Regions from separate parts of the Mus musculus genome. Here all the other regions are linked to region 3. The links are chromatin contacts, called in public Hi-C and promoter capture Hi-C maps. All regions are on one chromosome and are shown on one strand. Each heading gives the region's core, a stretch centred on a gene start, on an enhancer-like site or on the middle of the called end of the contact. The rest is flanking DNA. Distances are from core to core; before and after follow the strand shown.

What was found. Promoter capture Hi-C pulls out the DNA fragments that hold promoters and counts their contacts. A called contact is a pair of places that touch in the nucleus more often than the background predicts.
Region 1: a contact with region 3 is called in a Hi-C map of double positive thymocytes, with 3 times the contacts expected there. The contact joins the promoter of Cr1l here to the promoter of Angel2 in region 3. A contact is called at or near these places in 2 of 484 Hi-C or Micro-C datasets (CD4 T cells and double positive thymocytes).
Region 2: a promoter capture Hi-C map of pre-B cells shows a contact between it and region 3. The contact joins the promoter of Spata17 here to the promoter of Angel2 in region 3.
Region 4: a contact with region 3 is called in a Hi-C map of CD8 T cells, with 9 times the contacts expected there. The contact joins the promoter of A430105J06Rik here to the promoter of Angel2 in region 3. A contact is called at or near these places in 2 of 484 Hi-C or Micro-C datasets (CD4 T cells and CD8 T cells).

The regions. Positions count from the first base shown.
Region 1 is chr1:195,127,053-195,133,507 of GRCm38.p6, reverse strand. It overlaps Cr1l (complement component (3b/4b) receptor 1-like), which reads left to right and starts at 1,938. Exons shown (of 10, transcript NM_013499.2): 1 at 1,938-2,320; 2 at 3,499-3,678; 3 at 4,262-4,361. The coding sequence starts at 2,203. Gm32313 (a long non-coding RNA gene) reads right to left here and starts at 2,064. Exons shown (of 3, transcript XR_865921.3): 1 at 550-2,064.
Region 2 is chr1:187,211,508-187,217,688 of GRCm38.p6, reverse strand. It overlaps Spata17 (spermatogenesis associated 17), which reads left to right and starts at 2,243. Exons shown (of 10, transcript NM_028848.3): 1 at 2,243-2,519. The coding sequence starts at 2,404. Gpatch2 (G patch domain containing 2) reads right to left here and starts at 2,178. Exons shown (of 10, transcript NM_026367.4): 1 at 2,013-2,178. The coding sequence starts at 2,065.
Region 3 is chr1:190,926,538-190,933,197 of GRCm38.p6, reverse strand. Angel2 (angel homolog 2) reads right to left here and starts at 4,693. Exons shown (of 9, transcript NM_021421.4): 1 at 4,440-4,693; 2 at 6-331. The coding sequence starts at 4,498.
Region 4 is chr1:186,743,900-186,750,325 of GRCm38.p6, reverse strand. It overlaps A430105J06Rik (a long non-coding RNA gene), which reads right to left and starts at 1,503. Exons shown (of 2, transcript XR_003948551.1): 1 at 502-1,503. It overlaps Rrp15 (ribosomal RNA processing 15 homolog (S. cerevisiae)), which reads left to right and starts at 968. Exons shown (of 5, transcript NM_026041.2): 1 at 968-1,162. The coding sequence starts at 1,018.

The DNA.
Region 1 (6,455 bases), core at 689-3,188, 4.2 Mb before region 3:
ATGGAGGCAAAATAATAGAGAATTGAAATTTTTGTTGTTCTGTCCAATAAGTACTGTAAGTGAAGGTGTATATAAAATGGTGACTGTAAGGATGGAGCACAAACTTAATCTAGCAAGAGACCAGTTGTGGCAGGTCTATGGGTTTGCAGACACTGTGAAATGGAGATTTTGAGAATCAGGACACTGGGAGTGAACCAGAAGGGTAGGACTTGTGGTTAAGAGGGATAGTTAAGCTCATGGAGAGGACACAGTTATAATGACAGTTCTAGGATATTCTCATGAGCCTTGGTGGCATAGTAGAGTGGAGGACAAGATCATAGGCAAAGATAATTTAAGGAACGGTGAAGCCAAGCATGTGGAAAAAAGTTTCTGTAATCTTTGAAGCCAATGAGGAGTGAGAGAAGAGGAGCATTGTTGGAAGTAAATATCAGCCAGGAGCTAAACCCATCAAGGACTCAGGGAAGAAAGTGGATGCTAAAATGTAACCTCCAAACAATGTGGGGATAGCAGTGTATTCTGATAGCATATGGTGCAAGAAAGTATACTTACCTGCAATATAACTTCTTCCATACTTTTTCGAGAATAACTTAAATTCTAAATCCAAAGTGCTAGCAGGACTGGTTCCATATGAAAGCTTCGGGGAAGAATCTGCTTATTTGTTCCACATTTTAGAGGCTGCTATCATTTGCTCTCTGGAGGCAGCAACTTTGATCTCTGCCCTCATTGTTCTTCCTCTCTGATTTAGGACTATGTTCCTGTAAGGTTCCTTAGGGTTATTAAGCCCACTTTGGCAGACAGGATTACCTCCCCACTTAAATGTTCTTGATTTAATTTAATTAGCCATTTCTTTTCCTGCCGTATAAAGTACCTATCACAGGTTCTGAAAACAGAATGTGGACATGTTTGTTCGCATGTCCTATTTCTCTCTTGGAATATTTGAGTTCTTAATTCTATTCCCCAAACTTGGCTCTTTATATTTGTTATTTCTAGAAGCACTACCACCAATCTCTGAGTAGGGCTCTCTCTCTCTCTCTCTCTCTCTCTCTCTCTCATTAGTATTAAGAAAGGAATTAAAATTCAGTGCAAATCCTGTTTATTCCATTTCTGAAAACTTATTAATTGTTCATCTGCCATCAAATCTCACTTGGATGATGGCAAGGCCTGGCTTCGCTCCCTGATTCATTACTGCACTATCCTGGTCTAGGCTGAATAGCACTGACATGGTTGTGAACAAAAACTTCCGGAAAGAAACTGCGTCTGACTGTGAAAGGAAATTCCTGAAAGTTAACTGTTTCTGCAAAGACTATTGGCTGATTAGAATTTCAGTACTCTGGAGAGATTGCAATTTTGCTGGTCCAGAGACCAATAATTACCTTATCTTGGGCTAAGTCAGAACTAACATCATGATACAATAGATACAAAACAAACAAACAAACAAACAAACAAAACCACAAACAACCTTTTAGAATCTACTGACTTATCAGGCAACTAGCTTCTACCAATACAAAAGCCGAGTGCCATTAGAGTCATCCTGAGCCTATAGAAAAGCTTCCACTACCTGCTTCTTGTATGTACCCAACAATATATTTTAAACTTGCCTTAATTTGTGACTTTCTCTGCTCTGTAAAACCACAAAAACTTTATGAAACTGCTTCCATGAAATTTGGGGTGACCATATCATTGTTCCAGGGTCATGATCACTCAAAATGGCTTCAGAATAAACTCCTAATCCTTTTAAGATGAGAGCTATGGTTTTTACCTTTCATTTTTTGTTTCCAGCGGCACGTTACATCCGAATTCATCATAAGGAAATAGGTTCTTACTGTATACTAGACAGGGTATGCAACTGTCAGCTCACTGTTGCAGATTAGGGTTAGGCTCCACCCTTGCAGATTTTTAAAAGGAGTAAGGCCGGGCTATATGCAAACCGAGTTCCCATAATGCCTTGTTTTCTTTGGAGTCGAAGGTTCCTGCAAGTGGAAAACTTCCTGGAGCTGACCTACTAGGTATTGAACCAGTTTCTGCATTGCTGAATCAATCTCCCAAGGGTAATTCCACAGAAATCCCAGGGGCTTGGAGTAAACAAGACCGCGCCTAGCCCAGCTAGAGGAAGTTTTATTCCGGAACCCAGCGCCATTTCTGGGTGGGACTGCTTTCTACACCATTTGCCGTAAAACGTTGTTTGAGAACGGTGTGAGGGGAATGGAGGTCTCTTCTCGGAGTTCAGAGCCTCTGGATCCGGTGTGGCTCCTTGTAGCCTTCGGCCGGGGAGGAGTCAAGCTAGAAGTTTTGCTGCTGTTCTTGCTGCCATTTACTTTGGGTGAGCTGCGGGGAGGCCTGGGGAAGCACGGACACACGGTTCACCGGGAACCCGCGGTAAATAGGCTCTGCGCAGACTCCAACGCTGGTCTGGGCTGCCTGTGAGTGCTCAGCGCCCCTTTCCCATGGGTGAGCGTGGGGCGCCCTCTACCCAGATCTTGGGTCGTACGCAGCCGGCAGGAACGCGTGGTCTCCCAGCTGCTTGTCTTTATTAGCTGTACGCTGTGCTTTTCTGTGCTGAATGTAGTGAGAGAAACGGTGTGGGGAGCAGGGGGTTGCAGGAATATTGAGAGATGCAATTTCTAATCCTAGAATTTGGTTATGAGGAAAGTTAATATTTTTGTGTTTCCTTATCTGTGAAATGGAGATATTGATGTCTTTCGTGGTATTGGTATTTAATAGGTGCCATCAAATATCTAACCCAATTTCAGCTCCTTAATTTATTTCTATCTTGAGACATTCCCTATGCACTTTCTCCGAAGGCCTAGACAAACAGGCCCAGGGATACAGTTTTCACACAGTGAGACTGTGTACTTTATCTCCCACCCCAAATCCTCATTAACTCCCTTGAGCTTCCACTTTAAGGAAGGTCCTTCCACTCCCACTCCAAGGTAAGATTTGAAAAGCTAGCAAGCCTCAAGGTGCAATGAAATATTTGCAAGTAGAAAAGACTGTAGAATTTACATATTAAATTTTACTGATGGTTAAGAACAAAATAGAGTGCCCATTTTACCCACCATGAAAGTTCTAATTTCCCTTTCCTTTCTCCTTAATCAGAACTTTCTAAGAGAAAGACTTCCTTGAAGTCTTTTGCATTGTTTGTTTTTTATTGTATTTCCAAAGTTAAATGAAAATGATTTTTTTCCAACATATAGTTATTGGTTACATATTATTTGACTCTCTCTGCCACATAATTAATGCTGCTAAGACTTAAAAGAAAATAACTGAGTCTAGAAGTTAAATCAAAATATGTATTGGAAAGTACATTAACAAAATGAAATGCAGTTTCATTTTTTAAATTATATTATTTTTTCCCCGTTGACCATAGTACTGATCCATTCCTGAGTGCCAGAGAGGAGGATCATGCATGGTCCATTGTAGCTAGCTGGAGAACTGAGAGTATGAGGGATGATGCAAGTTCTTTTATCCAATGTAATGTTGCTGTGTCTCATTCAACAGGTCACTGCCCAGCCCCATCACAGCTTCCTTCTGCCAAACCTATAAATCTAACTGATGAATCCATGTTTCCCATTGGAACATATTTGTTGTATGAATGTCTCCCAGGATATATCAAGAGGCAGTTCTCTATCACCTGCAAACAAGACTCAACCTGGACGAGTGCTGAAGATAAGTGTATACGTGAGTAACTGCAGAAGAGGCTCCTTTGTGCCAAATAGTAGAGTCGGCCTCAGTTTGTCTGGATTTTAGATTATGACTCATTATTAGTAATCTTATCTAAGGTATATAGTACATGTGGATCATCATTCTTGTCAGTCAAGTCTTTTTAACTGTGATTCTGTCTTCTCAATTGTTAATAAATTTAATAAGAATGATTGTCACAGGGCATGCTTAAGAGAAAATATCATCAGAATATTTCACTTAGGGTGTCTAACTTTGCACAAGTGTCATTAAGTAATGATTCTGAAACAAAGTGTATTTAATAACTAAGAGATGAAAAATGTTCAGACTTTAAGGCCAATAAATTAGAATACTTAGAAGAATGCTTCATGTTTTAGGGAGCCACTGTGTGAAAATAAGAAAAAACTTGGATGAGAGTTCTTTTGGAAGCTAGTGTCTGATGAATTTCCCCAAAGTGGCAAAAACTTTGAAGTATTACAAATATATATATTCTACAGTAAGTTATAATCAGGTTAGAAATTCATAAACTACAGAAAGTTCAGTTTACTGTACTTGGTTCCAAAATTCTGTTTCTTTTTCATAGGAAAACAATGTAAAACTCCTTCAGATCCTGAGAATGGCTTGGTACATGTACACACAGGCATTCAGTTTGGATCCCGTATTAATTATACTTGTAATCAAGGGTGAGTTGGCAACAACATCTCTTCATTCAAGAGTTCTGGAATAGCAGTACTACTTTCTAGTCAAATCTCAGGAAAGACATCTAATCTATTACTTCCTTATTTGGTTTTTGTTTGTGTTGTGTTTTGTTGTGTTTGTGCTACAGATTGAACTTAAGACTTTAAATATGCTAGACATATTTAAACAATATAATTGTTCTACAGCAAAGCAATGCCATCGCAATGTTACCTATCCTTAAAAGGCTTGAACATAATTGTTTGATTCTTGATTAAAATGAATAGAGATATAACATGACTTTGTGGGAAAGATTTGTTATCCCTGTTGAATAAGCAAAATAACACATGCGTTAGCTTTCCAATACTATGATAAAATAATTGAGGTAATGAATTAAAAGAAGGAAAGTTATATTTTCACTCATAATTACAGAAGTTTTAGTTCATGTTCTCTTGACTCTCTGGCTTTGGTCCATTACAGCAGGAACATGGTGAAGAAGGCCCATTCACCTTATAGTTGCCATAAAGAAAAGAGAGGCAAGAAAGGGCTAAGGTCTCAATATCTTCTCCTAAGGCATTGTCACTGGTGTCCTAATTTTGTCCCTTAAGGCCTACCTCTTAAAGATTCTACCACATCCCAATAAGATCATAGCCTGTGAGACTACGCCTTTAATCTATAAGCCTTTAGGGGATGTCTCTAACTATGGAAACATAGAAAGTGAAGCACTCACTGGTTGAGATAGTGCAGTCTAAGTACACAGACTTCTGAAATTCAGAGTGGATGCTGCTAGAAGAAAGAAAAGCCCAGGGAGCTCCGAGGAAGATCAGGCCTTAAATTTACAGCTTTTATTAGTTTACCAAGGTTGTTGACATGAGTACCACAGAGTGTTTTCAAACAAGAAAAATTATTAAGAGTTTGATTCTAAGTCTAAAAGTTCAAAATAAGGTGTTATCAGGACTCTGTTCCCTTTGATGTCTTTAGGGGTGGGATCTTTCTTGCCTCCTCCAGCTTCTGGGAGCTTTAGGCCTTCTATGTCTGTAGAGCACAACTCTAATTTCTGTGTCCATCTACATGATTACTTTCTTTCTGTTCTGTATGTATTTATATTCAGTGTTCTCTCTTTTCATAGTGATACTAGTTATGTTGGGTTAGGATCCATTCTAAAGACCCTAAATTTAGCTTAACTACATCTATAAAGACCCTATTTCCAAATGATGTCACATTGACAGGGAACAGGAGTTTACAGGATGACCATATCATTTAGGGAATACAATTCAACCTCAGAAATCCCTCTTTGAACATATCAAGCATAAAGTCACAAAGTATGTGCTAATGTTAGTTCTCATTACTCAACACAGAGTGAAATTCTGAATGTTAAACTATAGGACATGAACTAAATCTGTGTTCTTATCAAGATCCAAATAAAAATGGTATTTGAAAGTTCAAAAACTTTAAAACATTTGCTTTTCAAAGAACACTTTTGAAATAACACAAATAGAAAAACTATCTCTAAAGCATAGAATTTAAAAAGATGTTTCCCTAATATAGAATTCTTATAATTCCAGTGAAAAGACAGATAATTTTAAAATAGGCAAGGCTGAGATGGCTCAGCTGTTAAGGGTATATATTGCCCTTGCAGAGGACCTGGGGTCAGTTCTTAGCACCCACATCTGCCTGTAACTACTCAGCTCCAGGGAACTGAAACACTCTCAGGCCTTCACTGGTACTACATGTAAATACACAAACCCTCATATACACATAATTAAAAAGAAGAAATACATCTTTGAGCCAAGGGTGGTGGTGTATGTCTTTAACCACAGCACTCAGGAAACAGAGGGAGACATAGCTCTGTAAATTCAAAGCCAGTCTGGTCTACATATTGAGTTCCAAACCAGTCAGCTTATAGTGAGATCCTGTCTCAAAACAAAAGAAAAAATGAGGGAAGGATTAAACATTTTTCCAAAAAAAATGCATAAATGGTGTATAAGTAAGACATTTACTGCATATATTCATCAAAATACAAATTATAACCACTTTGAGATACTGCCTTACCTACAAAAATATCTCTAAAAGGAAGACAATAGGAAGTGTTGGCATAATTG
Region 2 (6,181 bases), core at 994-3,493, 3.7 Mb after region 3:
AGAAATATCAAAGCCTGGGCAAGGCAGCACGTGCCTGTAGTTCCTGTACTGGGGAGGCTGAGACAGGACAACTTCTAGGAGGAAATCAGCCTGGGCTATAGAGCAAAATTCAGCCTCAGAAAGGGAAAGAGAGCCAAGAGGAAAGGGAGATTGCTGGTGAAGAAGGGAAGGCAGGAGGGGAAGACAACAGTGGACTGGCATGCACACTAACTAGAAAAGAAAGGTCCTGGTTTTGTGTAACACGCTTCTTCGGACAGTTAAGACTCATTTTAAGGTGGCCAGTGGTGGCACACACCTTTGATCCCAGCACTTGGGAGGCTGAGGCAGGCAGATTTCTGAGTTCAAGGGCAGCTTGTTCTACAGAATGAGTTCCAGGACAGCCAGAGCTACACAGAGAAACCCTGTCTCAAAAAAAACCAAAGAGAGAGAGAGAGAGAGAGAGAGAGAGACTGACTCATTTTAAGACTTTCTTTCAAAAGCACCAGCTGATAGGTGCTAATGATATTCTGGTCTCACTCATTACAAAAGATGAGTTGTTTAGCAAGTAAAAACACTACTGCAAGTAACTCCAGTTTAGAGTAATAGCGCGTCAAGTAATAGCCAGTAATACACAGCGCTATCTATGCATGATAGGAGACAGAAAGCACAATGAAGAATAAATGGGGTCACCGGTTGGTTTGTGTGTTTATGTCAACTAGCACACAAATGACTTCCTTTCTATTAGGACCAGACCAATCTACTGAACACTTCCGTTCCTTACCAGGCTCTGAACATTGAAGCATTAAGTACACTTTAGAGGAAACACCAGGATGTAGGGAAGTTCCTTTATCTTGTTTTCTGTGGTGGTTCCTACCACATGTACAACTGCCAAAGCTAAGAAAAACTAGTGCATTGTGACCTGCGTCTCTTGTTCCAAGCTGAGTGCAACAATTACAATTGCTCATTTAAAAAGCTTCTCCTGGGCTGGTGAGATGGCTCAGTGGGTTAGAGCACCCGACTGCTCTTCCGAAGGTCCAGAGTTCAAATCCCAGCAACCACATGGTGGCTCACAACCATCCGTAACAAGATCTGACTCCCTCTTCTGGTATCCCTGAAGACAGCTACAATGTACTTACATATAATAAATAAATAAATCTTTAAAAAAATAAAAATAAAAATAAAAAAAAAAAATAAAAAGCTTCTCCTAGTATTCTAACTGAAAATCGTGAGAACTTAAAAGCTACAAGAAAAACAACACTGGTTAGAAATGGTCTCTAGAGAGGAACCAAATAAGCCATCTGACCTAAGATATTCTTTTAACTTTTCAGTTATCGGTGATGCTAAACAATCAGACATCACAGCCCACTGGCAGGAACTTTAAAAATCACAGTTCTTGACTTACTGGTCAGATTTTTATGTTTCAAGATGGACCGCAAGACATCTACTTTCTTGTTACACTAACGTTTCTCTGAAAAGCGTTGGAACAAACGGGGGGTGGGGGTGGGGGTGGAGGTTGGGCGACCAGGGTTTTCAACTAGAAAATCCAAAACTGAGCTATCATCTCTGGTACTCAGGGGCACAGGACAACTTTGCCTCTTAAATTTTCTGTACCTGCGAGTCTCCTACAGCAGGGATGTCATTAAAGATCAAGTGTGATTTGCGAAAGCAGTTTGGAAACTTACAGCAGTGGACCAGGGTACCCTAAAGACAAATTCCAACCTGGGGCTACTGGAAAACGCCCCTTTCCCATAAACTAGGACAGAGCCTCCAGGGCGGTGGAAAACTTCTAGGCTTTACACGAACCGAGCTGCGCAGGGAGTACAAGAGCCTGGTGTCTCTGCTACTAAGAAACTTCTGGGACTGGGAATTTCTGTGATCTTGTCAACCACGGAATCTAGTACAATGTGGCCGGTTTGGCAGGGACAACGGGAACGCGGCCTGAAGAAACTTGGTGCACGGCCGTCTCTGACCCGGAGCCCCGCGAGCTGCTCGCCGGCTCGCTCGCCCCGTTCCCAACCGCCCGCCGGGCTCACCAGCTCTTCCCGGCGGCGGTTCCGATCGCTGGGCGCCCGTCGGCCCCAAACATCAACGACACCCGGGAGCGCGGCCTCGAGGCTCAGGCCCGAGGACCGACTCCAACTCCCGCAGCCCCGGCCAATTCCACACAGGACTTCAGCATTTTGAGAGCAACTTCCGGAAGCCGGCTGGAGGCGGAAACCGGAAACCGGAAGCGACCATTCGCTCACCTTAGCCTACCCTGACCCTTCCCATCAGCAGCTCGAAATTCCAGGAGAAAGGGGCGAGTCGACTCAAGTCTGGTCTCACGTGTACAAATCCGATTTCTCTGTCCAGTTGCTTGAAACTGAAACAGAGTGAAAGGAAAGGCCGATAAGTCGGAAGTGACCTTGGTTCAGCCCAGTTGCCATGGAGACTAATAGTAACAATTTTGGTGAACTCCAGGAGTTGAAGGACATGGCTACTTTAGCCAAGCTGCTGGCGCGGGCACCCTTTCTAGAAAGTCAGTACTACTTTAGGAACCGGTGAGTAGTGAAGAGAGGGGTCTCAGAAGATGTTTACTGTTAACAAATTACTTAATTCAGGAAATAATTCTAAATTCTTCTTCTCCCCATGGGGATTCAAACATGATCAGAAGTTTATATATATATATATATATAATCAATCACAAGTGGATTATATATACATTGACAAGTCATTAATAAGTTAATATTCTCTAAGGAAGATCCCAGAATAGAGAATTATTAAGGGCCGCCCTAAATGAAGTAAACCCCGACTGGGGAAACAGGCAGGAGGATGACTGTGAGTCCAGTCCAGCCTGGGCAACACAGAAAATTCAAGGCTGCCCTGGGCAACATTTGGGAGTCTTCCTCAAAATACTGTTTTGTTTTGTGGGGCTTTTTTTTTTTCGACATTTTAAAATAATCACTGAGAAATTTGGTTTGGTGAAACCTATTTTATACAATGTAGGTCTAGTGGCCTAATTAACGTTAACCAGGCTTACCCAGGTAGTTCCATGAATTCAGAATATCAATGTCCAAATGGGAATTTGAGCTTCACTTAATCTCACAAACATCACAGAATTCAATTCATCTGTGATTCATTTGTCCAAGTGAAGTTTCTATACCATTGTGACAAGATAATTGGTACAGTAAATGGGCAAGAGCTAAGGCAGCATTCTCACCCCCCACACCTAAACTTCCTCTCCATGAAAAGGGGACATTGAAACTAGAAGCAATGGCCCAGTGGTTTTCAAAACTTAGAAGGAATCACAAAAAGTACATTACAAAAAGTGTGATAAATTATAGCAGACCAGCAGTGACCAAGTCAGTGTGAGAAAGTCCTGATAAGCTATTCTTATCCTAACATACATCTCAACTATAGTTTTGCTATTTCATCGTGAACCTCTAGCAACTACAGTGATAATTCAATCTTGTAACTTTTGTGAGAAACTATGGATTTTCTTGCTAGAAGTAGGCCAATGTTGCTTTTTTTCTTGCCTCTTAGTTTAACCATTATTTCAGCCTGTACTGTCTTGCTTCCTGAAATGGAATAGCTACAACAGTTATTTAGTGAATAATCACATTACCGAAGCTTCCAATTAATCATCTTTAAATAAGCATAGCCATTGCGCAATGGAATTCTTATACTTAACATTCAGAGATCATATAGTATTCATTTAGAGTTATGTGGCAGGCTCCTGCTTGTTCATGACCTCAGTGTGCAGTGGGGACAAGTTGACTCCTTCATGCTATTGTGGAGCAGACATTGAGAACGGAATTGTGATGCGCTCGCTCTAAGTCAAAACTGAGCTGCTGGTTTCCCTTCTGCTAGCTGGCATCCAGAGGGCCCGAATGTGTTAGGTGGGCTGTTAAAGGAAATAGGTCACTCAGGGATCACACTCAGCTATAGAGCCTGTGTATTTAAATACTGCACTACCTGGGAAGAAGTGTCCCGAGCAGCAGTAGTGGTATAGATATTCTGATCTATAGTGCTACCCACAACAGGACTGATGGCTGCTGGGGTGTGGTCCTCCGCATCAGCCTTCAGTGTAATCCCTTTACACTGTTCTGAATGTGGCCCCATTATCTCCATCACTGGAAAAATTTGTTTCTGACTCATAACAGTTCCTAGAGTGATCTTAATTTAGTAAGTTGATGTGCCTTCAATTTGAACAATCATTGAAGTTCTAATAACATAAATTAATAGCAACTCACTTGTTAATTTGTTTCTTTGACTCTTAACTGTTTCTTGAATTTACTATTAAACCTTTACTTAATTTTATTTTAAAAATTCCTGAATTTTCTTTTATACTTTTACTTAATTTTGATGAAAAAATAATTTTCCCCTAGTAGACAGTGATGTTTTGTATAGAGGTAGAGACGCAGTTCAAATACTTTGTGTTACTTTAACTTTAGTGATAAACTCTTACATGTTTGCTCTAAACTGAACGCTCTAACTGTAAGCTTCATCATCTGTAAATGAAAAACGACAAAGCCTAGAGGTTTATTGGGAAGGGTAAATGATCAGGGTAACAACATTCAGTTGCATAATTATGACAAGAATTCACAGAAAAGTGAAGGATAAAGTACGTACCATCAAACCAGTACATTTTTAAAAGGTGGTTAGTAACTTCACTATATACTGCTGGTTATTGCTTTTCTTTGTAAATTTTAAATTTTCATTTATAAATTTGTCAAAAATCGTTATTGATTCATTTATAGTCTAGATACATATTTATGAAATACATGATTATAAATGTTCAACCCAACCATTTATATAGTTTAATGAGGTGCCTATGTAAAATTTATTCAGATAAAATGATTCAATATTTGCTCTAAACATTATCTTTTGAAAGTTGCTTTTTAGTAATTAATAACAAGGAATATATTTCTAAAGCTAAGTCAGTATCAGACATATTTATAACATAAAAGAGATGGCTCAGTTTCAAAAGCAAATTAATCCTATCTATTCCTGGTGTCCTAAAAGAGAAATTTCAACTTGCCTATCTCTACTCTGCTAGTTCTTGAGGAAAAAAAAACCAAAAACTAAAACTGTAATTTTCACAGGATATGAAAAGGATACCCAGATGTCTTAGTTAAGGTTTTATTGCTATGAACAGACAGCATGACCAAGGTAACTCTTACAAAGGACAGCATTTAATTGCAGCTGGCTTACAAGTTCAGAGGTTTAGTCCATTATCATCAAGGCAAGAGCATGGCAATGTCTAGGTAGACCATGGGGCTGGAGAAACTTAGAGCTCTACATCTTTATCCAAAGGCAGACAGAAAATTTGCTTCCAGGTAGCTAGGGGGAGAGTCCCCAAGCCCACCCCACAGTGACACACTTTTTTCAACAAGGCCACATCTCCTAATAATGTCACTCCCTGGGCAAAGCATACTTAAACCACCACATTCCAGTTCCCTATAGTCTTTTCAAACACCTGAGTCTGTGGGGGCCAAACCTAGCCAAAGCATAGTGCTAAATACATGTACTCCAACTTCAAAAGTCCCATAGTCTGTATCAGTCTCAGCAATGTTCAAAGCTCAGTCTTTTCTGAGATTCAGTCACTTAACTGTAATAACCTATAAAGTCAACATAAAAAAGCAGCTCATGTACCTTAAACATCACAGGATAAACGATACCATTACAAAGTGGCATAGTGAGGAAAGCCTGGACAAAAGCAATACCAAGAACAGCTGGGTAGCTCCACATCTGATGTCTGATGTTAAAACCCCTCTCAGTGTTGATGACTACAGCAAACTTCTTTCTCTTGGGCTCTCCCACTCCCTGTTAGCAGCTTTCCTTAGCAGGTATGCCCTGGCTCTGGGATCTCTAACAGATTGGGGAATCCCAGGCAAGGTCAAGTTCACAACTTCTTGTTCCAATGCCTGGGATCCATACATGATGTGTGACCTTCTGGGATACTCCAGAGGGCTTGGGTCGCATCTCCAGATCTGTCCTCTGTAGCACTCCAGGGTCTGGTTGATTCCACTCCATTGTTGGCAGCTTTCCTTGGTGATCATCCCATTATACTGGCATTTCCGATATGCTGGGGTCTTCCACTACAACTAGGCTTCACCAACAACCTCTCATAGGCTCCCTTTATAGTGCCAAGGCTCAAATCCTTTGCATGACCCCTTCAGTCCTGAGCCTTCAACAGCAACTGAGGCTGCACCTTCACCAA
Region 3 (6,660 bases), core at 3,444-5,943:
TTTACCTTGATGTTTTCTTCGTTTAGATAAGGGCTCATCTCTGTCAGAGGTCATGACGTGACGAGAGAGATGGATCAAGGATGCGTTGCTAAGGTGGTCAGATCTCCAATTATAGTACTGAAACTGCGTTCCAGACTCAAACAGAAAAGGTGGTCTACAGTTCAATGAGAAATGCCTGCTACTGAAGTATGGGTAAGGCGCACGGGAGTAATGTCCTGGCCACCTCAGACAACTGGAAATGTGTCTGCGCCAGCAATATTTCTGTAGATCCTCCCACGGCGTGGTCCAGTCTCGACCCAAACTCTTTAGAGGATAGGGAAACATGGAGTATCTAAAAGAAAAACAAGACACTCCTTGAGGTGCCACTATTTGTTCAGCTATAGTACACAAAGTCAAAATCTAATTTCTCTAGGTGAGATGTCATCTCATGCTTAACTTCTAACTCTGGGAAGGATAAAGGGAAAAGCACCCATCTTTAACCATCAGCATCAATGTTAGCCCCCTAAACAAGAGTGGATAGTACTCTAAATCCTCAACGAGGAAATACCAGTTAGGCTGCCAAGATACCACATATCCTGCTCCCAAAGTCAGTCCACAATCCAACCGAAAGGTTAGCCCACTAACACACTAGTATGCAGAATAGATTTCTAGCACTAAAAATCCTTCCAACTAGAGTTTAGAGTAAAAACATGCTTTGGAATAGTATTTTTATAACAAAGTTAAATTCTTCCTAAACACTGGTAAAGCTAAAAACAAAAACCTGTCAAAGGGTGTTGGCTTTACAAAGCTACTTCCTTACTAACCAAAGCTTTTTTGTTCTTTCCTCTTTCTAAGCTTAGAGCCTCCTGGGGGAAACTAAAAAGCATAAGGATTATTTATAAAAATCTACCTAGACTCCAAACTGATAGCATTGTATCAATTCAACTCAACACTAAGATTGTTATTTTGTGTGCTTGCAGTTGCATGGACTCTGTATGTACAGCCCTGAGAGTCACACCAGGAATCTATTGGTCTTGATCTTATATTTGGAGACAAGACTCTGTCTGAACTTGGGAGCTCCAACACTGGAATCTGTCAGGAGCCACAATGGGACAAGCGAATAACTAGCAGGTGATCATCCTGAAATGGCCTGCTTCAGATTATCATATAATCTGCGGCAGGAGCGCCCCTATTAAGCAAAACAGTAAGGGATTCATTTTAGGAAAGACTCCTGCCATTAATATGCTTTTCCTGTTATGAATAAACATGTATAGCAATCACTAAGTAGCAGCACACTCTTTTGGAGCAGATCTCTGCAGATCCATGAAGATGTACTGCCTTGTAGTGATGCTATACAGATAAATTGATGACTTCTTAAGTTTTAATGATCCTTACAAGAGGTTGTAAAACAATTAACCAAAGGTCATAGAAAGGGAACTAACAATTTATTATAGGTGCTAGGACAGAAGATAAATATTGACTGGGTTTATATGAAACTTCACTAGTAATTTAGTTATGGTTTTAACCCTTCAGTGAACCTCTGGAGCTGAGACAGGTGATGGATATTTAGCCAGATAGTTACTCCTAATGGATATGCATGTAAACATTCTGTTGAAAACTTCTATTTCAATTTATGATTTGATTGCTTTGTGTGAACTTGGATGAACTTTGTAACATGTGGTCATGTATTCTGAGAGATGTTTAAGTGCTGAGGACAAAGAGAAGAGTGAGAACTGAACTGAGAAGAACTGAGCTGAGGAGTTTTAAGACAACACCTTTCAGACAGAACTGAACTCAAGAAGAACTTAGAAGTATGGGCACAGCACTGGGAGAAAAGGCATTGAGAGTAAGAGCATTGTTGTGGCTTCGGAGCAGGAGGAGAGAACAAGCTTGGAAGGAGAATGCAGAGTGGAATAACTTAGAAACTATAGGTAACATAAAACACTAAGAGAGCAATGAGTAGAATGCAGAGGGAAAGAGTAAAAAGAAGACGCTGCAGAAATCAGAAGGAGCAGGCAGGCTTCTCCTTACTGTGGAACAGAACAGGTTCCCATGGTAAGGACAAGGCAGGCTTAGTCTTATTAAAAGGAACAAAGCTTTTTCCTTACAAATATGTAATTCATTTAACATTAAAAGGGTAGACGCCTTTTCTTTCTCTATGCGATAAAGATTGGTACTCACTTTTCATTTAGAATGAGTGAGTTCTTTCTGCACCAGTGCTTGGTCTTTTGCTTCAAAATCATATTTAAGTATGGATGTGTAAGTATGTAATTGTGAGAATGCATGTAAGCTGAGCCCAACTGGGTTTGAATGGAAATTGTATAAATGAGCATACATGAATCTGTGTATGAACTTATGTGAAATTATATATGTCTGTTTATATAAAAGTTGTTCTTTCTGTGAGTGTTATTTCTCTTCTGGTTCAACAGAAGTTCATTGCTCCAAACTTTCCCCGTAGCCCCACAACAAGAGGCATCTGGATCATAGGGAAAAGGCCCTAGCAATTAATTGTTTACTTTATCTCCTGCTGTTTTAGGATGAGGTGCTAAGTGCCAGAGACTGCAGTTTCTGACCTCAGAGGATCACAGAAGGCAGGTCGGTTACAGTGGACTTAGATAAGTAAACTTTTTATTATACAGCAACCTTAAATATACCAAGTCTTACCCTCTGCCGACGCTCTTCCCCCTCCACTGCCTCAAGAAGAACCAAGAAGAACCGCACGCAGGGGCTGGTCTTCGGCAGAATTGTCTAGACTAGCAGGTCAGCTCTGGGATGCCCTGTCCCTGCCTCCCCGGCATGAGGACACCTTCCTTACCTTTCCATGGGTGCTGGGGATTCCAACCCAGGTCCTTGGCTTTGTACAGCAAGCCCTTAGCTACCTGAGCCATGGCTCCAGGTCCCCACACTTGTATTTAACAGACATGCTACTCTCAAGTTCTCACAAAGCACTGCCTCCTACTGCATTATCTGGCAAAGTGTTAGGGTTCTGAGGACTATACTTCTGGGGTTTGTGTCTCAACATCTACTATCACTAAGGTTTGCTTAAGTTGTATTAAGATTTTGTTATGCTGAATTTCTTTATTATGCTATTTTTCATTAGAAAAGATAACCTATATTGTGTACTTTAAACTTAAGTACTCTCAAACTATTCTCTAAATCAACCCTACTGTAAATCTTTAAGGTCACAACATGGGCACTATATCTTGCAATTGACCCCGAAAGTCATTCAAAGGGATTTCAGCACTTGGATCTTGTCTTGTTTTGTTTTTAAATTTAAAAATTTTGAGGTGGCCCATGAGTTTGATCCCAGCACTCAGGAGGCAGAGGTAGGCAGATCTGAGTTGAAGGCCAGCCTGGTCTACACAATGAATCCCAGGACAGCCAGAGATACAAAGAAAAACCCTCCTTCTCTAAAAAACAAACAAACAAAAAACCAAGACAAAAACCAAGTCCAAGACCATCAGCACAGGCTGGTGGTGTCTCTAATTCTCCTGCCTCCACCTCCCCAGTGCTATAACGGTTTACTTTCTGTCTTGAAATGTTTCTATACTGCAACCTGCACAGTGACGCTTATTCTTTGGATTGGCAGTTATTTATACCACATCTTTTTCTTGTAAGATAGTGAGCTTTTGAGGGTTCGAACCTCAGTATTCTCTGAAAGCCCAGTCTCCACCCAAGGGCCAAGCACACAGCTGGTACTCAGAAAATGCCATAGCACAGGAACCAGGAATGGAGTGGGCAGATCCCAACGGCTTATGTAACGACAGTGTGCTATTTCCCACGCGTGGTACGATATAGTTTCAAAGGTTATACAAACCACTGGAATCTTAATAACTAAGTCCTCAAAGTTTATAGGAGAAAAACATAATCCGTACATCCAATTTAAGATTCGGTGGATACTACTTGGGGTGACATTATTAGAGGCTGCATGTACTGTGGCGCTTTAAAATTTCAAGTGAGTTATTTTTTTACTTTTGGAGGCGGAGTGTCACGCTCGCTGCCTAATCCAGGCCAGCCTCAAATTCATGGTTATCCTCCCGCCTCGGCCTCCGGGGTGTGGAAAGTGCAGGCGTGAGCCATCACGCCAGGCTCTCAAAGAGTGGATTGAAAGAAAAATACCCAGGACGGAGCAAGAACTTGAGTGGCGGTGAAAGTTGGCCTCCGCGTGACCGACGCTGCCCAGCCACCCCGGGGCGCGCAGCCTCCCTCCGGGCGGGGCCCTGCGCGCGGGCGGCGGCGGCGAGCGTGGAGGCCGCGCGAGGCCCGCAGGATCCCGGAGGCCGCGGCCACCGCTGCTGCCCGCCCGCGCGTTACCTCTCCCCGGGCGCCGCCTGGCGCGTCCCCGCCGCGGACCCTCTTCCTCCGCCTTCCTCCCGCGCCCCGCCGCCCCGCCCCTCCCCTCCCCGCCCGCCCCTCCAGGTCCCTCCCTCTGTCCATCCCGCCGGCCGCTCGCCACTGACCGGCCTCGCCCCGCCACACAGCGGCCGTAGCCCCTCCTCACACAGCGCCACGTCTCCATCTTGGCTCTCTGTGAGCGCCCAACGCCCGGGCCCGCGGCTGCACCTCAGCTTCGGCCGCTCGCCGGGTCCTACCGGATCCCCATCACTCGGCTCCCGGCCGGCCGCTAGGCATGCTGGGAGGAGCGTCTCGCCGCAGGCCCGGTCACCATCTTGCCTTCTGGGGCAGTTCCTTTAAGCAGTGCGACTCCGGGCATGCGCAGAGCGTGCGCGGACAGCCATTTCCTGGTAGGGCGGAAGGCTAGCGCTTGACGGCTTTCTTAAGACATAGGAAGGAGCAGGAGCTGCGTGAGACCTAAAGTGTATTTACGTGGTTGCGTAGATCCAAAAGGTAGATTTCCACGTTGAGGAAATACTATTCTGTGGGTTCCCGTAGAACTTTATAATTGATTTTGTGCAAATCTCAGAGAACCCACTTGTACATTAATTAGTGCGTTGATGATCCGAGTCTGTCAGATCGAGCGTAGCTTTCTTGGAAAACATAAATGGAGAAGGGACAGCGAGAATAGCGAGGCAGAGGGCACTGGAAACCAGGGTCGCTGCTTGCTTAGTTTCTTTGGTAGAGCTGTGTAGCTGTGGGTAGTAATTTCTTGGGAAGTTTTGTTCTTTTCCTTGTGTTAATTTTGAGAGATACTTTATCCTTCGTGTATATCCTTCTCTTTATCTGCAGTTGTTATATTGTGTAAACATGTCAGGAATGCTGAATTAGCAAACTCTGAGGAAAGCTAGTCTCTGATTGCACACGCACACTCGTGAGTGTCCTTAGACAAAAGTCTTGTGCAGTCCAGGCATTCGTCAAACTTATCTCACATGCCTGTCTGAGCACTGTGGTCACCAGCAACGTACTGCCATACTTGGCTTCGGACCACATTTTCATCAACCAATATGAAGTCTTGTTTTATGCATGTTCCTTATTTAATTTATATTGTCACTTCATTAACGTTAAACTCTGTCCAACAGTCTTCTGATACATACCTAATTGAAGATAATTTAGTACACATATTTTCTCTATATTACATCATTAACTTTTGTCACCTCAGAATCTTGCAGCAGTATACTTGGGGGGCACTTTTAATAGAAAAATCAGTAAAACTGTGGGAAAGGGACACTAAGTAGTCGGTAGAAAGGTTAGTTTTTTACGGTCTGAAAACTCAAGAGGGCAGAGTGCCTTGTTTAACCTCAGGGACAAGCACACTAGGCAACTAAAATTTGCCTTTCTCCTTGTTGGAGAAAAACCAAAACACTGTGAGGATTGATTTGGACATTTTAGGTAGGTTTTAGGGAGTAGGCAGTTTACAAACGCAGTGTCCACAAATGGGGGCTGACTGCTTGAGGTTTATACTGTCCTATTTTCTAAGGGTGATCACAATGTTGTTGTTAGTTACATGTGGCCAGTAGTGTCCTATATGCCTTGTTCCATAATCACATTGTAAGTGACTTGTGAACAGTGTCCATGACTCCTGTTCAAATCTATTCAACCTAGTACTCTACTGACTACACAACATACGGCAAACAAAGATCATTGATAGGGTTATTAACTGGAGCAGACTTAAGGAAGACCTGTCAATCACCAGACTTTCTCCTCCAAGCACACCTTAGCTCCTCTGCTTGTTGTGCAAAGAAAAATGTAGTGTTTTGAAATAAGCAAATGGCATTAAGGTCCTTCCTTCCTTCCTTCCTTCCTTCCTTCTTTCCTTCCTTCCTTCCTCCCTCCCTCCCTCCCTCCCTCCCTTTCCTTTGTTTGAGACAGGGTTTCTCTGTGTAGCCCTGGCTGTCCTGGAACTCACTCTGTAGACCAGGCTGACCTGGAACTCAGAGATCCACCTGCCTCTACCTCCAGAGTGTTGGGATTAAAGGCGTGCACCACCAACTGTCAAGATGCATTCTTTCAATGAGTTTGAAGGTTTCTTGATGACGAAAGACACTTTGGGAGCTGTCTGCTCTAGAACTTTAGAGAGAGTAGTTACCTTATAGCAGCATGGTGATTATCCTAAGGGTTGGAGAACTCTTGTCTCTGTAACAAAACAAAACACCATTTTTGCATTCATGTTCCAGTTGAAAGTTCTCAGCTCACATTGTTCTGTCCCCTTAAATAGATCCTGCTTTAGTCACTCAATAAGTTAAGCAAGTCTGTTCACATATGCTGACATCTCAACATTCAGAC
Region 4 (6,426 bases), core at 254-2,753, 4.2 Mb after region 3:
CTCACTCTGTAGACCAGGCTGGCCTTCAACTCAGAAATCTGCCTGCCTCTGCCTCCCCAGTGCTGGGATTAAAGGTGTGCACCACCACGCCCAGCTTTTCTTTTTCTTTTAAGACAAATCTGGAGTACTAAAAACCAATATATAAAGAATGAAAACCTACTGGTTCGCTATAGACGGCTGCTGGGACGTATTTCAGGAGACCAGATCCTTTAATAACACTGGTGGGCTTTGGGGTGGGGGCTGGAATATGGTGGGGAATCCAAGAGCAAGTCACAAAACCAAGGGGATTCCTTACATTTGTAGTCCTTCGAAGGAAGGGTGGAGTCTGAGTTTAGCAGATTAGTGAAGGAACTAGGTAGGATTTAAAGGTTTAATTTAGGAGGGTAATCCTATTGTCGCCCTCACCCCCAAACCCCACCTTGGGACTAACTGCAAGGCTGCTTTAGTTTAGGGCAGGTGCTAGGGAGGATTTAGGACATGGCTCATTCCACCGCCCCTTACCCGGGCAGCCTCTCAGATCTATCAAAATCCAGAAACGTCCATTCAAAAACACCGTGCTTGGTCCTTAGGGGAAAAACAACAACAACAACAACAACAACAACAACAGAACAATAGCCAACAACAACAACAACAACAACAACAACAGAACAAAAGCCAAACCAGCACAAGAACATGTTAAGAGTTGAGCTTGCTTTCTGATTCCGTAGCTGTTCCCTTGTTATCCATTCCTTCTCGGAGAGTCTCGATTCAGTGGGTTCGGAATGCGGTTTCTAACTCGGAACCCAGCTTCTGGGGGAGGGAAAGGAGAGCAGTCAGCAGCAGCCGCCCAGAAGGGGCCGGGGTGAGGCCAGGAACCGACTCTGCCGGAGAAAACCGGTAGGTCGTGTCCTCTCTCCGTCCCTACCCGAGGCTCCCACAGCGGAACTTCAGGCGGGACAACTGTTCCGGAACTAGAGGAGGAAGTTCCGTGTGTTGCAACACGACGGAATTATCAGGTGGCACTTCCGGCGAGCCAAGATGGCTGCGGCCGTTCAGGACTCACGTGTGAGCCCAGGGGAGATACTGAAGCGTTCTCCGAAGAAGAAGAAAAAGATGAAGATGGTAGCCAAGGCTGCAGCGTCGAAGCTAGAAGATGAGGTCAAAGACTCTTCTGATGGAGAAGGTAATGTGGCCTGGCGGAGCTTCGGCGGCTGAGCTTCCTTCCCATGGCTAGGGTTGCGTTTCCTTGCCGTTGAGTGTGTGGGGCGAGTGAGGTTGGGCGAGGAGCCCTGCTGTTCCGAGGCTCCTCGCTGTCACGGTTAATTTTGTGTTTCCACTCAGTCAGCTGTTACTGAGATGGGCGAAACTGCCGGTGCCAATCAGAAACTTAACAGTAAAGGAAGAGATAATGACAGGCAGTACACAAATTAAGAGCAGAGCAAAAGATGGGCAGGCGATAACCCCAGGCCTTTTGCAGGTCCTGTACCCGCTTAGAAGTGGAGTAAAAACACGGTTAGTTGTCGCAGATCAAAACATAGGCTAAGTGTTTGGGCACAGAAGAACCAAAGCTGGTATTGAGAACCTTGCAAAATGTTCGCATCTTTGGGAGGATTTGACTCTTTTTACTTACAGCCAGTCAGTTTGTTAGCAGATCATAGAAACGGCTGTAAGAGCAATGTTGCGAGCTTCTATTTGGAACCCCTAGCAAAGTGAAAGGAAGGGTCGCGATTGAAATAATGGGTGGGATAGGCTCAGGGAGCCAGCAGCAAGAGGCCACAAGAGAGAAGAAATACTGTTACTGTGCAGGGGGGATTGTGAGCCTTTGGGAGTTAGAAAAGAGAGAGTTAAAGAAATGGTAAAGGAGAGATACTGAAGTAACGTTTGATACAGTTTCAGAATGAAAGGTAGGTGAGTCTCCGGAGGTCTCCCCATTGTGTGGCTGGGGTTGGCTGCTACTTTTAAACATACTTCTTGGCAGGAGCTTCTTAGGAAGCTCAGGCATTTGGCTCCCACACTCCTTTACTGCTTCGGTGTGGCTAATGCTTTCAGTTAACCGCGAATGTGGCTTCAGTTACTACGGGAAGCCACTAGTTCATGAGTAACATTCAGAATTTTTAACTTGCTTTTAACTTGCATGATAGGTCTGGTCACTTGCTGCTCTGCTGTTTTCTGTTCATGTTGGCTGCTCATTCTGGAGGTCTCTGCCTTTTGCCTGCAGTATTCCTGAAACACCTGTATGTCACCTACATTTTCATTGACTTCAGTCTCTGGTCCAGTACTTGTCAAAGAGATTTTCCCTTATTTTTCTAATGCAGCCTTTTCTGTCACTCTCACTTGAGGCTTGATGCTTTGCTTTCTTTAGACGCTTTTATTATTATTATTACTTTATTTATTTTTAAGTTGTATGTATGTGCGCTGGGCGTGAGAGGAGATTGAATGGCTGCTGAGGAAGAAACTGTTCCTGTGGAAGAGCAATGCATGCACATGTTCTCCAGCCCCACTCTGCTCACTTTAAAAGCACCACGTTTTAAATCTTGTGAAGCGTTTGTGCTGTTTGAAAGTTCCCTAAGTGTGCAGACACTTGAACCTCAGTTCCTAGATCAACAACTGTCACTCAGGGGTCCATAAGTTAACGAATGAGTGCACTTGGACTTCAAGACCAAGAAGCAGCTGACTAAGCTTTTGAGGTCCTCAGCCCTCACCAGAGGGGTTAAAAAAACAACCTGTTGGGCAGGAATTAGAAGCTCTGGTCCTGGTGGTGTTTTTACTGCATTGGTTTATTTGCTGTGTACCCACATGTGGAGGTCTGAGGACTTATAGGAGTTTGGCAGCAGGTGCCATTACCTGCTCAGCCATTTTATCTCCTATGGTACAGTTTTGAATTGAATAATTGTAAGCATTACTGTCTAAGAAAAAAAAAACACTATTACATTTAAGTAAGACATCAACACTGCTTTCGGATTTGGGTGGAAATTGGATTTCTTTTCTCAATATTAGATAATTGCGAGGGAAAATGTTCTTTTCAGCACAAATACTGACTAGGTGTCTAAAGTTTTCTTCAGCTTTAGATCATATGTTAAGGAGGCTTTTGAATAATATAGAAACATATAATGAATATAATGAAAACATATAATATAGAAACATCCAATGAATGTTTGCACTCTATTATGTTACAGTAACCCTCTAGGCAGTGACTTAGAGTTACAGTTACAAGAGGATGTGAACACAAGAAATGGTCAGGATGGAGTGTGTCTGGGTGAGGGCATGTGCGGGAAGTATTTATATTGTTCAAAACTAATGATACCACCCACATATGTGACCTTGCAAATAGAGAATCCACAGTTATGAGGTCAAATGTATCCTCTTGTGAACCACTAACAGCCTGTCTGCAGCTTCTGTGATGATCACCACCTACTTTTCAGGATCAGGTCTTGTTGGTCCCTAAGTGACTAGGGCTCAGCTTGGAGCTGTTCTTTTGGCTGCAGAAACGGGCTCTTCTAGCTACATTTACTAAGCCAACTCTTTTGTTGCTGTTTTTTTTTAAAGCTTTTCTTCTTAATCTAGAACCACATTCAATGGAGTTGTTGTGTCTCTAATATTAGAGTCTTTAAAAGTTGTAAATTGCATTGTTTATTTATTGGGGGGGGGGGGACAGACGTGCTACATCAGCACCTGCACACGCGGAGGTCAAAGGACAGCCTGTAGGAGGAGTAGGGTCTCTGTTATTGCTGAGGAGGATTGAACTCAGGTCCTCACTAGGCTTGTGGCAAGGGCATTGACTTGTTGAGCCATTTAGCTGGCTCTATGTCTTTTTTAGTATTTGTATTTATGTGCACGTGGGTCTGTGCCAGAGGCGTTATATAATTACATCCCCTGGAGTCTGCCTTACACATGCTTATGAGTTTCCTGACGCAGTGCTGGGAACTGAACTCAGGTCCTCTGAAGAGCCCCAAATGTGCTTACTCACCCCCAACAAACAAACAAACAAAACAAACCGCAAAGTGAACTTTTCTGTGTGTGAGAGACCGCATAGATGCCAGGTAAGAGCTCCGCCATTGAGCTCCGTGCTCCGCATCCTGCTTTCCAGCATTCACACCGTCTGTGGCAGTGATAACAGTGAAGGGGCCTCCATGTTGTAAGTTTGGTAGGACAGGGCTTTGGTTAATGCACATTCTTGGGTGTTCCTCGGAATTTGATATCCTAGGAGATGATTGTTTTCCTCTGGTGAATTCAGAGTCTCTCTGGAAAGGTGACCATGGATTATAGAACTGTTGCTCAGTTTTCACTCGAGGAGTGGTGTGCCTCCTACCAGCTTGTTGTGCTGGCCCATCTCTCAGGAATCTGCACCAGAGACGTGGTTGATGGTCAACTGGGCATCACAGTGATGAAGGGAAGGCCTCACTGAGACTTCAAGCAACGTCCTTAAGTAGGATGACAGTCGCCTCACAGGAAGCACGCGTTTGGCTTACGCGCCTTGAGATGGATGCACTTTTCATGTTCTGGGTTTGATTTCTTTTGACCTCTTGTACAAGAATGAAAGTCATGGTTTTATGAAATATTGCACAAACTCCCAGATCTCTGAGACTGAGGAATTAGAGTTTGATAGCAGCAGTATCAGAATTTAGCATAGAGCTTGATGCATGTAATCCTAGTAGACTTTTATTCATCAGGTACGTTGGAAAGATCTCTATTCCTTCACTGATGGACTCCTAGGCTGATGCCAGGTCTGGCCTGAGTAGCACTGTGGTAAACTTGGGTGTGTAGGTGTCTCTGCCTTTGATTCTTTGGGGTACTGAATCATGGTTCAATTTCTAAATTTTGTTATTAAAATATCTGTTTTTATTTAGGATGTAATATATCTAGCAGTAGGAAACTAATAATTTGTGTAACTTTATCATGTATCATCTTTTATGGTTCATGGATTTCAAAATGTTAAGAGCAAAATTTTTTAACTTTTTGAAGAACCCTCAAGCTAATTTTTTATAGGTGCTACCAATGTATACTTTTCCTGATAGTAGGTTTTTTAAAAGATGAGATCACATGAGCCCAGGCTTGCTGTGTCTGACAGTGGCCTCCAACTGAAGGTCATCCTCTGTTCCCTCCCCTCCTCTCCCACCTCTGACCCACCAGTGTCAGCATATGTGGTATCTTTTGGTTTGATGATATTCTAATGATATTCTGGAGATGGAATATTACTATAGTTTTGATTTGTCTTTCTTCATGGCTAAAGATAGTAAGCATTTTTTTTTAATGTATTTTTGGCTATTTGTACTTCTTCATTTGAAAAGTGTCTGCAGAGTCTATTTACTCATTTATTTTATTTTATTTTTCTTATTTATTTATTTATTTATTTATTTTTGAGACAGGGTTTCTCTGTGTAGCCCTGGCTGTCCTGGAACTCACTCTGTAACCCAGGCTGGCCTCGAACTCAGAAATTCGCCTGCCTCTGCCTCCCAAGTCCTGGGATTAAAGGTGTGCGCCACCACGCCTGGCTATTTACTCATTTATTATTGGTGGGATTATTTGTTCCTTCAGTGTATGGTGTTTAGAGTTTTGAGAAAGGATTTTGGCTGTTATTCCTGTATCAGATGTGTGGCTGGTACAGGTTCTCTCCTGATGTATACACACACGGTCACCCCTGTGTTTGTTCTCTCCTTTGTCCAACAGAAGCTTTCTGATTTGTGTTGTCCCAGTTGCAAGTTCTTCCTGTCACATCCTCAGCCAGAGGAGTCTCCTTCGGAAAGTCCTTGCCTGTGAAACCTCTTAATGTAATCGTTTTACATCTTTTATTAGAAAACTAGACACTCAGGCTAAAAAACCCTGCAGTTGTATGCAGCGTAAGCTTGAATGATGGTAGAGAGACTCAGGTTGAGCTTTGGTAAGCAGACATACTTTTCAGTACTATGTAAATTATGGTTGTAACAAAATGGACCATGCTTATGAACCAGAGAGACATACAGGTTATAAAAATGGTTCAGCCTGTGCCTTTTGGGGGAATGTGAGGAGGAACCAAATCCAAGGCCTTGGACTTGCTTTACTTCACAGTACAGATGTACCTCAGCTCTCTCTGTCTATATTTTGTGTGTTTATATATGTGGGACATGCCTGTTCTGTATCATGCACATGAAGATCAGAAGGCAACCTTGGGTATAGGTCTTTGCTTTCTAGCTTGCCTGGGTTGTGTATGTGTGTGTGTGTGTGTGTGTGTGTGTGTGTGTGTGTGTGTGTCAGGGTGGGGGGGGTGGTTTTCTTGTCATACGCCCTGCATATACCGTGCTAGCTGGCCTCAAGTTTTCAGATGGCCTGCAAGTTTTCAGAGAGTCCAGCCAGCCTCCCCTCCGTGGGAACCCTGTAGCTATAGATGCTATTGATGTGCACTCCTGGGCTCCACCTCACATGGGCTCTGGGGATTCCTCATGGGCTCAGACTAGAGCAGCAAGCTCATTA